Regions from separate parts of the Mus musculus genome. Here region 2 is linked to region 1. The links are chromatin contacts, called in public promoter capture Hi-C maps. All regions are on one chromosome and are shown on one strand. Each heading gives the region's core, a stretch centred on a gene start, on an enhancer-like site or on the middle of the called end of the contact. The rest is flanking DNA. Distances are from core to core; before and after follow the strand shown.

What was found. Capture Hi-C pulls out chosen DNA fragments and counts their contacts.
Region 2: a promoter capture Hi-C map of liver shows a contact between it and region 1. The contact joins two enhancer-like sites. A contact is called at or near these places in 3 of 9 other capture datasets (adipose tissue, liver and pancreatic islet).

Annotation. Positions count from the first base shown.
Region 1 is chr12:82,120,964-82,124,707 of GRCm38.p6, reverse strand. It overlaps Gm30799 (a long non-coding RNA gene), which reads right to left. Exons shown (of 7, transcript XR_001780654.1): 7 at 1,638-2,192. Among named protein-coding and RNA genes, the nearest start is that of Gm30799, 53 kb to the right of the region's middle. Within about 2 kb of position 1,992, at least 111 of the 459 cell types and tissues checked have an H3K27ac peak or open chromatin away from gene starts, as enhancers often do. A contact at or near this core is called in liver, where this site is marked.
Region 2 is chr12:82,416,780-82,421,066 of GRCm38.p6, reverse strand. It overlaps Sipa1l1 (signal-induced proliferation-associated 1 like 1), which reads right to left. Exons shown (of 21, transcript NM_172579.3): 11 at 4,017-4,163; 12 at 405-529. Among named protein-coding and RNA genes, the nearest start is that of Gm30916, 27 kb to the right of the region's middle. Within about 2 kb of position 1,431, at least 10 of the 459 cell types and tissues checked have an H3K27ac peak or open chromatin away from gene starts, as enhancers often do. A contact at or near this core is called in liver, where this site is marked.

The DNA of each region.
Region 1 (3,744 bases), core at 743-3,242:
CCAGGAGTTCAAGGTCAGCCTCAGCGACACAGCACGTTTGAATCCAGCCTGAGATACACAAGACTCTCTTCAAACAACAAAAGACTGAAGAACCAAAGCAAAATCTTTTGGGCCCCAGGGATCATGTTAATTTGTCCCCTGATCAGCAAACTAATGTAGGGCATAATCAGACCAGGAACCTGGCAATCTGATTGATCCCTATGCTGTGCACTTGGCCATCAGGTTACTGTTCGATCACAGGTTATGTTGTTGTTGTTGTTGTTGTTTTTCAAGAAAGCAGAGCCTCAAGGAAGTTAATGAACTCCTCCAAGCAGAAGCCTGAAGTCATGCAAGAAGACCTGGTGGCAGTCTCAAGAGATGGGCCTAGTCCATCCCTGACTTGGGAATGGAAGAATGTTAAAATCAGTCTCCTATTCCTGCTCCCCCCCCCACCCCCCCACCCCCCCCCACCCCCCCGCCCCGACGGTTGCCTGTTTCCATTCTTTCTTCAGTCCTTTTCCCTCACCCAATACCAGATCAGGTCCCCCCCCCCCACTACCCCACCTCCAGTTTCCCTCCCAGGTCCCTCCCTCCCTCCCCACTTGTGATTGCTTTCTTCTCTCTCCCAAGGTTGGGTTGGGGGGACCCTCCAGAGTGCACCAGAGACCTGGGAGGTGAGAGACTCTCAGGACTCAAAGGGAGGGACCTTAGATGAAATGCCCCACAGTAGGGAGAGGGAACTTATAGAGCCCACCTCCAGCAAGAAGACAGAACATCAAGTGAGAGATGGGGTTGCCATCCCACAGTCATATTTCTGTCCCATAATTGTTCCTGTCTGAAAGAATTACAGGGATAGAAATGGAGAGGAGCCTGAGGAAAAGAACAGACCCAAAGTGGGATCCAGATCAAGGGGAGGCCCAAGGCCTGACACTATTACTGAGGCTATGAAGCACTAACAAAAAGGGACCTATCACGATTGCCCTCTGAAAGACACAACAAGCAGCTGAAAGAGTCAGATGCAGATATTTGCATCCAACCAATGGACAAAAGCAGCTGACCCCTATTGTTGAGTTAGGGAAGGCTGGAAGAAGCTGAGAAGAAGGGTGATCCTGTAGGAGGACCAGCAGTCTCAATTAATCTGGACCCCCAAGATTTCTCAAACACTAGACCACCAAAACAGACAGCATACACCAGCTGATATGAGGCCCCCAACACACATACAGTAGAGGACTTCTGGGTCTGTGTTCATTCAGAGATGATGCACCTAACCCTGAAGAGATGGAGGCCCCAGGGAGTTTAGAGATCAGGTGGGGTGGAGGGTGGAGACATCCACGTGGAGACAGGAGGGTGGGGAGGAGGTGTGGGATGTGGAACAGTCGGAGGGTAGATGGGGAGGGGGGATAAAATATCGAGTGTTAAAAAAATAAAATTAAATTAAAAAAATAAAAAATAAAATAATCGGCCTCCATTCGCTTTCCTTCCGGGTCTCTGCTTACCTTCTTTTCTTCTCTGTCTCACAGGTGTGAATTGCCTTTTTAACCCTTGCAGGTGTCACAGACCTGACTCAGGCACCCCAGGAACCCCAGAAGGCTCCTGCTCCGCCCCTCCCCCTCCCCCTCCACGATACTATCCTTTACTTAAGTGCATTGCAAAAGAACAAAGGGAACGACCGCTCTCTTTTATTGGTTTGTGTTGAGCAAACACAGGCACGTCAATCCGTCCGCTTTCAAATCCCATCTGTTTACATTTGGAAATTACTGGGGCATGTTCTTTAGATTAAAAGTGATTTCTTCGTCAGGAAGAAGATAAGAGAAGCCATACATTTGACCTTTGGTATTAACGTGCCTTTATATCTTCTCAGCACTGGTAGATTTTTTTTTTATAAGCTCTCCAAGTTTTAAAAGCTCTCCTAACTTCCCTCTGCTCAAATGCTGCCGTCAGCTTTACACTTGGAGTGTGCTGAAACCACAGCCCAGGCTGGAATGACCAATGCTAAAAAGATGTCACCAGAGAATCCAAGTCAAAGCATCGCCCAGGAGTGACGACGGACGCTTCTAAAAATAAACAGCTTGAGCCGGGGCTATTTCAAGATTCTCCCACAAGTTTCCGGTTCAGAAACTAAACAAGTTCTTCTAAAGGAAGCACTGTGCATCCAAGCGCTGTTTGGGACAGTGTCCAGAGCAGATGAAATCCTCTAGTCTCAAGGAGCTTGCCTGCAAGAACAGGAGAGACCGGCATTAAACAACTGACCAATCATCGTGTGCATGCGTTGTCGTGGGCTGATGAGGGACAGGATACCTAAGGATGGCCTTTAGGGTGCTCGCTAATGTCTACTTTACAACCTAGTGTTTTTTCTTATTTCTTCTGTTTTACATTTATGTGGCTGAGTATATGTGTGTGCACCATAGACCTGCAGAGGCCATGTTACAGGCGTTTGTGAGCCCCCAAATTGGTGCTTAGAACTGAACCCAGTACCTGTGGGAGAACAGTAAGTGCTCTTAACTACGGAGTCATCGCTCTACTACTTTCTCGACTGTATCAGATTTTAGCATCCTTTCCCAGAAGCAAAGCTGGGCTTTTGCCAAGAAGAAGGCTACAGCAGAGCTTCCTACTCAGCGAAGGGACAGCCTTGCCCACGACACTGGCAGTGCTGGCGGATGCAAGGATGATCTTCCGGATGGCCTGGTAACCAGAGGTTTTAGGACAGAAGCCCCACTCCAGCAAACCCACCAAACGAGGCTCAGCCAGCCGCTCCAGTATGCCAAATGGTTGGTTCAGTGGTTAAGAGCACTTAACTGTTGTGTTTTATAAAAATAAAGAGGGGGGATATGTTCTATGGAGGTGTAGTCAGGTATGGGGGAAGGGGGTGTCTCAGCGGGCCCAGACGAAGGCATCCTTTCCCCTTGAGGGATTAGCTACACGATGGTATAGTATAGAATAGAGTTTATTCAGAGCATGGGGAGGGGAATTGAGGGGATAGTAGAGACAGAGAAAGGCAGAGAGAGAGAGAGAGAGAGAGAGAGAGAGAGAGAGAGAGAGAGAGAGAAAGGAGAAGGAGGAGGGGGCAAGCAGCCCCTTTTATAGTGATTCAGGCACACCTGGCTGTTGCCAGGTAACCATGGGGCAGAGCCTAGACAAAATGCCAACAAGGACTACATAGAGAAACAAATAAAAGTAAAAAATAGAGTGGTAAGGCAGGTAGAGGCAGCAGGAGGTACCTGGGTCAGAGCCTGGGTTGGAACTGGCAGGTAAGAATGAGGTTACTGTCAGCAGAGGTCAGAGGTCAGAGGTCAAGAGAGGAAGGGTAGGTGAGCAAGGCAAAAGGCTGTGAAGGGCAGATGAGTGAACAACGACAAGTGTTTGTCAGGCTGGACTTGTGTGAGACATTTCTGCAGTAAGGAGACAGATTTAGACTTTTAAATGGGACATGACAAAGGGACATGACTGTCAATTTCTCAGGGAATAAAAATTGAAAGCAAGGACTGGCGAGATGGCTCAGTGGATAAGAGCACTGACTGCTCTTCCAGAGGTCCTGAGTTCAAATCCCAGCAATCCCATGGTGGCTCACAATGATCCATAGTGAGATCTGACGCCCTCTTCTGGTGTGTTTGAAGACAGCGACAGTGTTCTAATTTATAATAATAAATCTCTGGGCTGGAGCGAGTGGGGTTGACCAGAGAAAGCAGAGGTCCTAAATTCAATTCCCAATAACCACATGAAGGCTCACAACCATCTGTACAGCTACAGTGTACTCATAGACATAAA
Region 2 (4,287 bases), core at 182-2,681, 300 kb before region 1:
TAAGAGTGGAGGGGAAAGATTATTTGAAAGTATCCATCGGGCAGGACAGAGTGTCTAACCAACCTACAAATGTGACCAAACAAAAATTCATTTTCTTCCCACCTTGTGCAGTGATTGATTTTCCCTTAAAATTCAATATTAGGACTACTAAACTTCCCAGGCACAAGGTAAAACCAACCAACCAACCCACCCACCCCAGCAAGCAGGTCTTCAAACATAATCCCTGGGTCACTCTGACTGAAGTTTAGAGTCACCAAGAACCCTGGCCTTATCTGTTGCTTTCATATGCACACAGTCTAGCAGAGAGGAATTCCCACGCACCTGCTAACTGGGGCTGTCCTTCTAACACTGTGCTCTGATGCTATCAAGGTCACCTTGTTCTGACATACAAATCCCTCACTCACCCATCTGGTCGGCAAGGCTGTCCTCACTTCTCTGCCAGCTGGGAGTGGATTTTCCACTGCCACTTATATCCGACTGGGTGTTCTGCCTGTCGATGGAAGCTGGGGATCTTCGGCTCACCCCAAACCTGTGGTAGTTCCCCCAAACAAAAGCAAGACACATCAGAATCTTCACCCACAAGGTGAAGAGTCTCCTGATTCTGATGACAGGTATTACCAGTTTCTGCTTGCACGTCTGTGCACGCAGATACATATCTCTTCTCAGGAAGGCACGCTTATTATTAAAATCAAGTGTTAACTAGGGCACAGAGCTTGCCAGCAGAAGGCACAGAAAGTAAGAAACCCAAGTTCACTGGCTCACATAGTCAAGTTCAGACTGTCATTTACCATCAACCCACTTTAAGTCACTTGCACATTTTCTAACAGTATATCTCGGGAGTGGGGGCTGCTCCCCTTAATTCAATGATGTACTAAATCATTAAGTTACTCTGGGATCAATCACTTTCTGAGCACTATATTCTGTGGTCTGAAAAATGACAAGTACCGCTTATATTATGTGCAAGCCACTTTCTAACTGTATGAATTTTATTTTATTATTTTTTTAAAGATTTATTTATTTATTATATGTATGTACACTGTAGCTGTCTTCAGACACTCCAGAAGAGGAGTCAGATCTCGTTACCAATGGTTGTGAGCCACCATGTGGTTGCTGGGATTTGAACTCAGGACCTTCGGTAGAGCAGTCGGTGCTCTTACCTGCTGAGCCATCTCACCAGCCCCCTGTATGTATTTTAAATTGATGTTGGGAAGGGCAACTCAGAAGAAGGTAAGCTGGCAAGTAAAATAGTAAGTGTCTACTGAGCCAGCTTGATTTTCCCCTTGAAAAAACAGTTAACACTTGTTTAACTAAGTCATACGAAATCTATGTCTACATGAACATCAGCAATATGACCTCTGAGACCAGAAAGGGCCGGAGGGCAGAATTCAAGTATTTACTTGGAAATGTACCACATTTCTCATGGTTACTAACTAATGAACTTCTAAAGAACTTATGAAACACAGGCCTCTATTGATTCTCTATCAACTCGTGTCTGTTCCTTACCTGTGATGACTGACACATGGCCAGGACCTGTAAGAGCTCTCCTGGGAGGGATAGGACCCCTGGGAGTGGGGAAACATGAAGCTCAATTGGAACTGGTAACCTAGCAGCAGAACTAAACATAGATTCTAAGCACTGTCTCAGTTTTACCCTTCAGCTAATTAAGATAGTTTCAATGTCTTAGGACCAAGAAATGAACAAGCTCATGCCACACAGGTATAGACATAAGGCCCACGGAGGGTGAGGGAGGGTACCAACATGGCACACTGTCCACAGAGAACCACCGTATGCTGGTTATCGCTATGATGTTGAGCGTGCCTGACACTAACAGGTGCCCAGCACAGCACAGACACTTCAACATCGACTTGGACACAGCTGCTCTTACTGGTAAAGGAAACTTCAGGGTCAAACGTCATTCATGGGCAACAGTGAGACACATGAGAGCGTGAGCCAAACCACCTCTTGCGTCACAGATGTGCATAAACACAGCTTTGGCAGGCCAAGCTTAGTGGCCATGCACTTAATCCCTGCACTTGAAAGACAGAGACAGGAAGACCCCTGAGTTTGAAGCCAACCAGGGCTACACAGAAACTGTGTCCGGAAAAACCAAACAACAATAACAACACAAAACAATGCAAGCTAACACCACTGAAGTGGCTTTGGTGTACAGAAGATGGCACTGCATCAGCAACTTCGTCTTTTTAAAAGATCATTCCCAGGTACAAAAAGCATTGTGTGGTGTCGCATACAATCCAAGGTGAGCTCACTAAAGATCACAGGCCCCCCTAATACCACCTAGGGTACAAGGGCTTGCTATTGCATGCCCACAGGAATAACCACTGTCTTGTTAACAAAAAAGGAGCACTCAGGCATGGGCCTCAGAGTTTTTATCATCAATCACACTAATGTCTCCGTTCAATTTGTTAATAGACATTTAGAGCTTATCACAGACAGGAAAACTTTTTTTTTTTTTTTTTTTTGGTTCACTCCTTTACGTTTTAGTGCCATACTAATGATGGACAGATGTTGACTACTTCATTTCTAAGGCAAATCATACCATATAAAATCTAATTAAAGTAAGAAATAATTAGTTGGGTTTGTGGCATGATAAAATAAGTGACTCAAAAAAACCTCTGCAGGGACTGATGAAGAAAAGCTAAAATTATTTTCGAGTCATCACTGATGCAGTTACATAAGATGTGTGCCCTTCAGACAGGCTATTGACGAAGACAACAGCATGGAGGAGGAGTATCCTGGAGTGGTTTTATCACCTACCTTCTGTTAGCATAAACATGTAGCACCCCCCCCTCCCCACATACACACACAACAAAAAGCATATTCAATAGTTAGTGAGTTCAAGTCCCAGAACCTACATAGTAGCTCGTATCCATCCATAACTGTAGTTCCAGGGCATCTAATACCTTCTTCATCCCTAAGGGTAACACACACACACACACACACACACACACACACAGTGAACATACATATATGTGAGCAGAATACTCATGCACATACAAATAAACAAACCTTTTAAAAAAGATCCAACAGAAATCCTGGTCATGGTAAATAAATATCCACTATGAGGACATTAAGCTTGCTAATGAATTGCTTGCATGGTGAATTCTCAGAAAAGTAACCAAATCCCATGCCTGTATGTTAAACATAGTCCTTAGAAAAATGTGAAATAGAACCATTTGGTTTTTGAATGGTTCAAGTTCTTTCTCAGGGCCAGCAGCACCCACAGTTTGGTTTTCTTATTCTGAGCAAAGGCAGTTTGTGTGTGGCATGCTGGGCTTCCAAGCCTCAGACACTCCAGCATCCTCAGCCTTCAGTGACCTTTAAACTTTGTGCATTTCCCTTCCTTTGAAAGTTTTGTTCTGTTTTCTAGTGGTGCTACAGACAAAACCTAGGGCCTGTTCTATAAGTTTTGTCAGAAACAAACAGTTCCTTCTGGGAATTTAGTGTCAAGGAAGATTGAAACAAAACAAAACAACAAAACAAAACAAATTGCTGGGTAATGGTGGCCCAAGCCTTTAATCCCAGTCCTCGGGAAGCAGAGGCAGGAGGATCCCTATGAGCTCAAGGCCAGCCTGGTCTACAGAGAGAGTTCCAGGACATCTACACAGAGAAACTCTGTCTGGAAAAACCCAACAACAGAAAACCAACAAAACACAGGCCTCTTACAAGACAACGTTAAGCTCTGGGCGTGGTTATCATTTTCTCTGTATCAGCAGCAATCCGAACTACACTGCAAGGAGTATTCTGCTGCGTTCACTTTGGAGGAAATACAAGACAAAATCCTTCTAGTGGCACTGACTGGTCCGTGTGATGAAGGAACTGATGCTATCTGACTTTGCTGCCACACAGGACTGACCATGTTCTTCAGTGGTCTGACCTAGACGCTGGGACAGTCTTCTATCTGGAGGGTTGGCTACCTCTTCTCTGCTGGTTTCATGCAGTTCTGTGTGGCCTGTCTGAACACAGGATACTGAAGATGGACTCCTTGCCATACCTACCCTTCGGGCATGGATTTTTGTCTGTAGGTACCACCTCCAGAGCCAGTCTCACTGGACGAAGACAAGTTGCTGGGAGAGTTACGGCACTGGGATCTCGCCAAAGCCATGGATGAGACTGTCACATAGATGTCCGAACCAGGAGACAGCCTGCAAGTATGAAGTGAAGATAGGAAGTCAATAACTCAGGGGGAAAAACCCCAAGGCACAGTAGAAGATATCATGTAAAGACCACAAAAGCAGAGGCCCCATAGAGAGAGTGGGAAGTGAAGTC